Regions from separate parts of the Sus scrofa genome. Here region 2 is linked to region 1. A link is a contact called in public HiChIP or PLAC-seq data. All regions are on one chromosome and are shown on one strand. Each heading gives the region's core, a stretch centred on a gene start, on an enhancer-like site or on the middle of the called end of the contact. The rest is flanking DNA. Distances are from core to core; before and after follow the strand shown.

What was found. HiChIP or PLAC-seq counts read pairs in DNA pulled down with a chosen protein or histone mark.
Region 2: a contact with region 1 is called in an H3K27ac HiChIP or PLAC-seq map of skeletal muscle. The contact joins the promoter of MYOZ1 here to the enhancer-like site in region 1. A contact is called at or near these places in 2 of 5 promoter capture datasets (fetal skeletal muscle and liver), 29 of 47 Hi-C or Micro-C datasets (adipose tissue, alveolar macrophages, blood and 15 more) and 2 of 2 datasets of contacts at active chromatin or transcription factors (alveolar macrophages and skeletal muscle).

Annotation. Positions count from the first base shown.
Region 1 is chr14:76,341,749-76,344,448 of Sscrofa11.1, forward strand. USP54 (inactive ubiquitin carboxyl-terminal hydrolase 54) reads right to left here. Exons shown (of 25, transcript XM_021072539.1): 9 at 1,945-2,094; 10 at 211-379. Among named protein-coding and RNA genes, the nearest start is that of PPP3CB, 38 kb to the left of the region's middle. Within about 2 kb of position 1,378, at least 1 of the 83 cell types and tissues checked has an H3K27ac peak or open chromatin away from gene starts, as enhancers often do. A contact at or near this core is called in skeletal muscle, where this site is marked.
Region 2 is chr14:76,451,574-76,454,273 of Sscrofa11.1, forward strand. MYOZ1 (myozenin 1) reads right to left here and starts at 1,373. Exons shown (of 6, transcript NM_001025222.2): 1 at 1,163-1,373.

The DNA of each region.
Region 1 (2,700 bases), core at 128-2,627:
ATCTAGGTAACACATTCTTGAACACTGGAAGGAAACGAAGGCTGGCACAACTTGGGCTTCCGCACAAGTTGGCACTTCTTTCTTATCTCAGGGATAAGAAAGAAACTGGGTTCCTCCAAGCTGGGTTCTGTGCTAGGCTCAGGGCTGAGACCCAACTGTCCAGTGATCACGTTGGAGGGGGAGGGAAAAGTAAAGGGCTAGGCTGCTCACCTGAATCTTCACTATCGTAGCACGTCCTGCTGTATGACTGGAACTCAACTTGGGGGGGCAGGTCCTGGGTAGACACTGGGGTACCCTGGGGGTCTGCATAAAGCAGCAGCAAAGGCTGATAATGCCCCTTAATGCATTTGGTCACCACATCCTTCCATTTGGGCCCAATCTGAATCAGAAACAACCAGAAAGGCATGGCAAATATACTTCATATCCACAATTCAACACATATCTTTCTGTTCTATTTTTGAAGAAGATAAAAGAGATGAAAAGACAAGAGCTGGCCAAAGAGACAACAAAGGAGATCTCAGACCTAAACTTAATAGAATTTTTTGTTGTCTTTTTTTGTTAAATCCTTTTAGAAAGCACTAAAAACCCTATAAGAGATAGGAATAATGAATGAAATTACTTTCATTTCTGTAAAACATCAATTCAATTGTGAAATATGAATAAAAGTTCTCAAAGCTGAATATGTCATGTAAGGTGAATTCAGCTGCCTTGGTGATCAATCTTTTCACAGACATCAAATAAAAGTCCTTGTTTGAAATCTGTATTTTTATAATTTTATCCTAAATATTAAAATCATTTTTATAAAGCTAAAGATCAGGCAGAAACACTCTCACAGACTGAAAAATGACATTCCATTTCAGAGTTCACACACAGCAGGACATAAAATGTCAAACTGCTTAGAATAGACAGCTGAACCCCTCAGCCTTAGCTTTGTGCTGGATTCAGTGCTGCCACGGCAGTGGAAAAGAGCGACAGAATAGCCATGGAAACAACAATCCAACCAAATCCCCAAACTCATCCTCTCTGAAGTTTGAACCAGTCGCATTCTTAGATGATGTGCTCTTGGAGTCAGAAAACTAGCATAGTGCTTATTTCATAATGGACATTTAATAAATTTATGACTGAGTTATTTTAACTGAAACACATTTATATGCCTTGACTTACATACAAGTCTTATTTCATATTTTAGAAGGCAGGTATTATTTTTCAAATAAAAACCTAAAGCTCAAAGAATTTATGTAAGTTGCCCAAAATTAAAACAGTAAAAAAGATATGAAGAGAATCAGAGAATTTGACAAAGACTTTACTATTTGTGGAAGACACTATGTAAGATCCATGGATTGGTATAGATTATAGTCAGCAGTCTCCTAGCTACTGGCATCAAAAGAGGGTTCCTTACTGAGGCAGATCACCTAAACCAAACTACTTCAGCCACAGACTCTGTGGTTTAGATAGTACCAAGTTTCCAGCTTTAAATATCATCATAGCCTTATTTTCTCCACAGTATCTGTCAATCTAGGATAGAGTACTTCAGGGAGATAACAATCAGAGAATAATTCATAACAGCCCTAAGACAAAGTATTATACACTATTAATTCCAAGATTTGGAATTTTGAACTTCGTGCTAAGCTTATGACCTAACTTGAGGCATTAGATTGTCTTTGCTTAAACCAACCAATTAACATATTTTTCAAAAAGCCTTTTCACTCTAGATACAAAACTATGCTGAATGTTTGATGTAGGGGTTTATAAAAAACAGTAGAAGGTATACTGCTCCTATCCTCAAGGATCTTATTACTCTGTTGTTAAAGACAGGACTGATACTCTCATAAATTCAATAGATAGGCAGACGTTAAAATTATGAAAATGAATCACTGAAGACAAATAACTGTAGTTTTTTGTTCCAGTCACCAAACATGTCAAGAAGGGCTTAAATATTCCTACCTCCTTGACGTGAGCATCATCAAAATACATCCATTTGCGGATCTTTGTTTGGAAAAAGAATGTAGAATAATGTTTGCCATAGTAACAGATCATTCCGACTAAGTACAGTTCAGACTGCTTGGCCCGGTCATCTGTCACTCTGAAAAACAGCTGTGGGGAAAGAGGAGAAAGGAAAGAACAGTCACATAGTCAACCCTCTCACATTATCTCTCAGCAGACTCCATCATTTCTTAATTAAGCTACTGACTTGCTTCTCTACCCTTCAGCTAAGATTTTTTGCCAGTCCACATTAATCATCAGAAATGAACCTAAAAAGGCAAAATTTGGCAAAAAGTAAGACAGATAATGGCCTACTGGTAAGGTCATAATGTTTCTTCATACCTTTTAACAATATTTTCTTGCTGGGGCCTATCACAGGAGAGTCAGAAAAGTTGGGAAAAAATAAAGAACACTCTCAAGTTTCAAAAGTTATTTATCAGCTGGTCCCACAAATAAAAATTTCCTGCTGATAAACTAAGTAAAGGGTAAGAAGCCCTTAAAAGGAACAATCTGGAAGTTCCTATTGTAGTTCAGTGGAAACCAAATCTGACTAGCATTCATGAGGACACAGGTTCAATCCCTGACCTCACTCAGTGAGTTAAGGATCCGGCGTTGCCGTGAGCTGTATGTAGGTCACAGATGCAGCTCAGATCCGGTGTTGCTATGGCTGTGGCATAGGCCAGCGGCTATAGCTCCAATTCGACCCCTAGGCTGTGA
Region 2 (2,700 bases), core at 123-2,622, 110 kb after region 1:
AAGGATGGACAAGGAATGTAGGGGGAGGTGGCAGTGTCTACAGTAAGGCAGTGCTTAAGGACTTCAGGGAGCAAAATTTCATTAGATTTTCAAGGAAACATATATTCCCCTAAAAGGTGAAAACTCGTTGCTTTAGGGCTTCTCTTCTTGGGAAGCAGGGCAGAAAGCATAGATGCACCCCCTCCCCCTACCTTCTACCAACCTTTTTTCAGCCCTTTTACAAAGAGTTGGTGCAAGGCTTAGGAACAACAATGTGTATTGGGAGGCTGGGGGTAAAACAAACAAATTAATACAGGCAGGGCGATGCGACCAGGTTTCACAGGTTTGGCATGATTTGAAGTTTTTATTTGCAGGGGGCTCTCAGATTGGGAATGTCATTCCAAACTCTGGTCTCTCACTCTTCACCAAGTCCCGGGGGGTGGGGGAGTGGAGCAGAAAAAAATGTCCTGCCAGTGTTGACATGATCCAGCCAAAAACATTCTCCATAGGAAGGAGAGGTTATTGTCCCTCCATTCGGCCAGCTGGATCATGGCCTGGGAGGTCACAGCAATGTTCCTGCTCCCTTTCAGTCACTCCCCGCCCCCCAGACCCCAGAACTGGAGTGGAGAGGGAGGTCAGGGAACATGTGAACTCTGCTGCATGTCAATTCAGCAATACCATAGCAGTGGGAAATTCAAGGAGGACAGGCCATAATAATAGGATCTGGCCGTGGAGGGGGACAAGCTGGGGAAAAATACAGATTCCAGCCCCTCCTTCACAGAAGTTGGCACTCAGCAAAATGCTGTTTTCTGCTGAGTCCTGTCTCAAAACTCATATGCAATTCTACTAGCGTAGTGGGGTCTGGTGAGGCCAGAATCCAGGAATTGCTAAATGGACTCTCCCTGTACCTCTCTCAGCAGCAACCAGGTTCTTATTTCCCATCCAGTATCCCAGACCCCTTTCTTATTCCTCCAGGGCCTCCCCCATCATCTCCATTCCCCCCACCCTCTTGGGCCCTTCTCCTTCCAACTCTCGTGGCTCCCCTGAGCTGGACAACTGAGAGCTGAGTATAGATGGGGGAGGAGGGCAACTGCCCCAGGACCAAGGGTCACTGTTATAGACACAGACACAGCAGTTCATGGAGTGGGCTCCGACCCCTCTGGTCATAAAGCTGGAGACTTACCGGCTGCTCAGGCGGTGGTCAGCTCTCCCTGGGGTCCAGCAGCTTTGGAGGACTGAGCTGCTGTGACGGGAGAACCCGAGCTGGGCAGGCGTGGGGGCAGCACTGGCAGTGGGGGAGGGAGGGTGGTTATTAATAGAGATGATGAACGCAAGCAGCTCAAATGGCACAGGGGGTACCAAGACCCTGGAACCAAGATCCCTCCCTCCTTGCCCAGAGGCTCAGGAAGGGGAGGCAAAGGTCTTTGGGATTCTCCCAGGAAGCTGTCTGGGTCAGGGATTAGTCTGCCCAGGGACTCCCCTTCCTTGGCACCTAGAGGCTGAGATTCAAAGAAGCATTCAGGGAGAAACTGAAAACTGAGAGGGAGAAAGGAAGCAGGCAGCAAGTGGTGGACAGGAATTTGGAGTGGGAGAGTAAGAACCCGGAGAACATGTCCAGAGAGCCATTCAGAGCCAATCCAGGCTGGAGCTGGAGGGACAAATGGGTGCACTTTGGGGGTGGGAGGGCTTAAGGTGCTATGGTTTTTTTTGTTTTTTCCTTCTTTTTATGGCCACACCTGCAGCATATAGAAGTTCCTGGGCTAGGGGTCGAAGTGGAGCTGCATCTGCCAGCCTATACCACAGCCATAGTAACTCGGGGTCCAAGCCACATCTTTGACCTACACCACAACTCGAGGCAATGCCAAATCCTTAACCCACTGAGTGAGGCCAGGAGTCAAACCTGCATCCTCATGGTTACTAGCCAAATTCTTAGCTCGCTGAGCCACAATGGGAACTCCGAGGTGCTATGATAAAGGAAGGGAAATCTGTTCACAATGGAACTGCCCTTTGAGAGTTCCTTTTTTTTTTTTTTTTTGTCTTTTTTTTTTTTTTTTTTTTTTTGCTATTTCTTTGGGTGGCTTCTGTGGCATATGGAGGTTCCCAGGCTAGGGGTCTAATCAGAGCTGTAGTCGCCGGCCTACCCCAGAGCCACAGCAATGCGGGATGCAAGCCGCGTCTGCAACCTACACCACAGCTCACGGCAACACGGAACGCCGGATCGTTAACCCACTGAGCAGGGGCAGGGACCGAACCCGCAACCTCATGGTTCCTAGTCGGATTGGTTAACCACTGCACCATGACGGGAACTCCGAGAGTTCCTGAACAGGATGGTCTACCTCTGGAAGGGCCAGATCTTGGCAGGACAAGGGACCATATTAACCAAAGCCAGTACTTAGGCAGTCAGGGATAATGTGGGTGAAGATTTGACCAATTTCTGCCTTTCCACTCCCATTTGCCATTGGAGTGTTCAGTTCAGCCTGCTCTGCTGGATAGATGTCACTCTCTCTCCCTGGAAGTACATGTAGGCTCTGAACTGCCAGGACTTTACTCTCTGAGGTTCCTACTTAGCATTTTCCCCTAAGGGAGCACATACCTCATGGGATCTGGACTGTCCCATTCACAAGGGTCTAGAGACACCTCTGGACAGGGGAACAAGTTTGAGAAGGCCCTGGAGGGAAATGGTCATTTTTCTTTCCTTCTTTTTTTTTTTGGCTTTTTGGG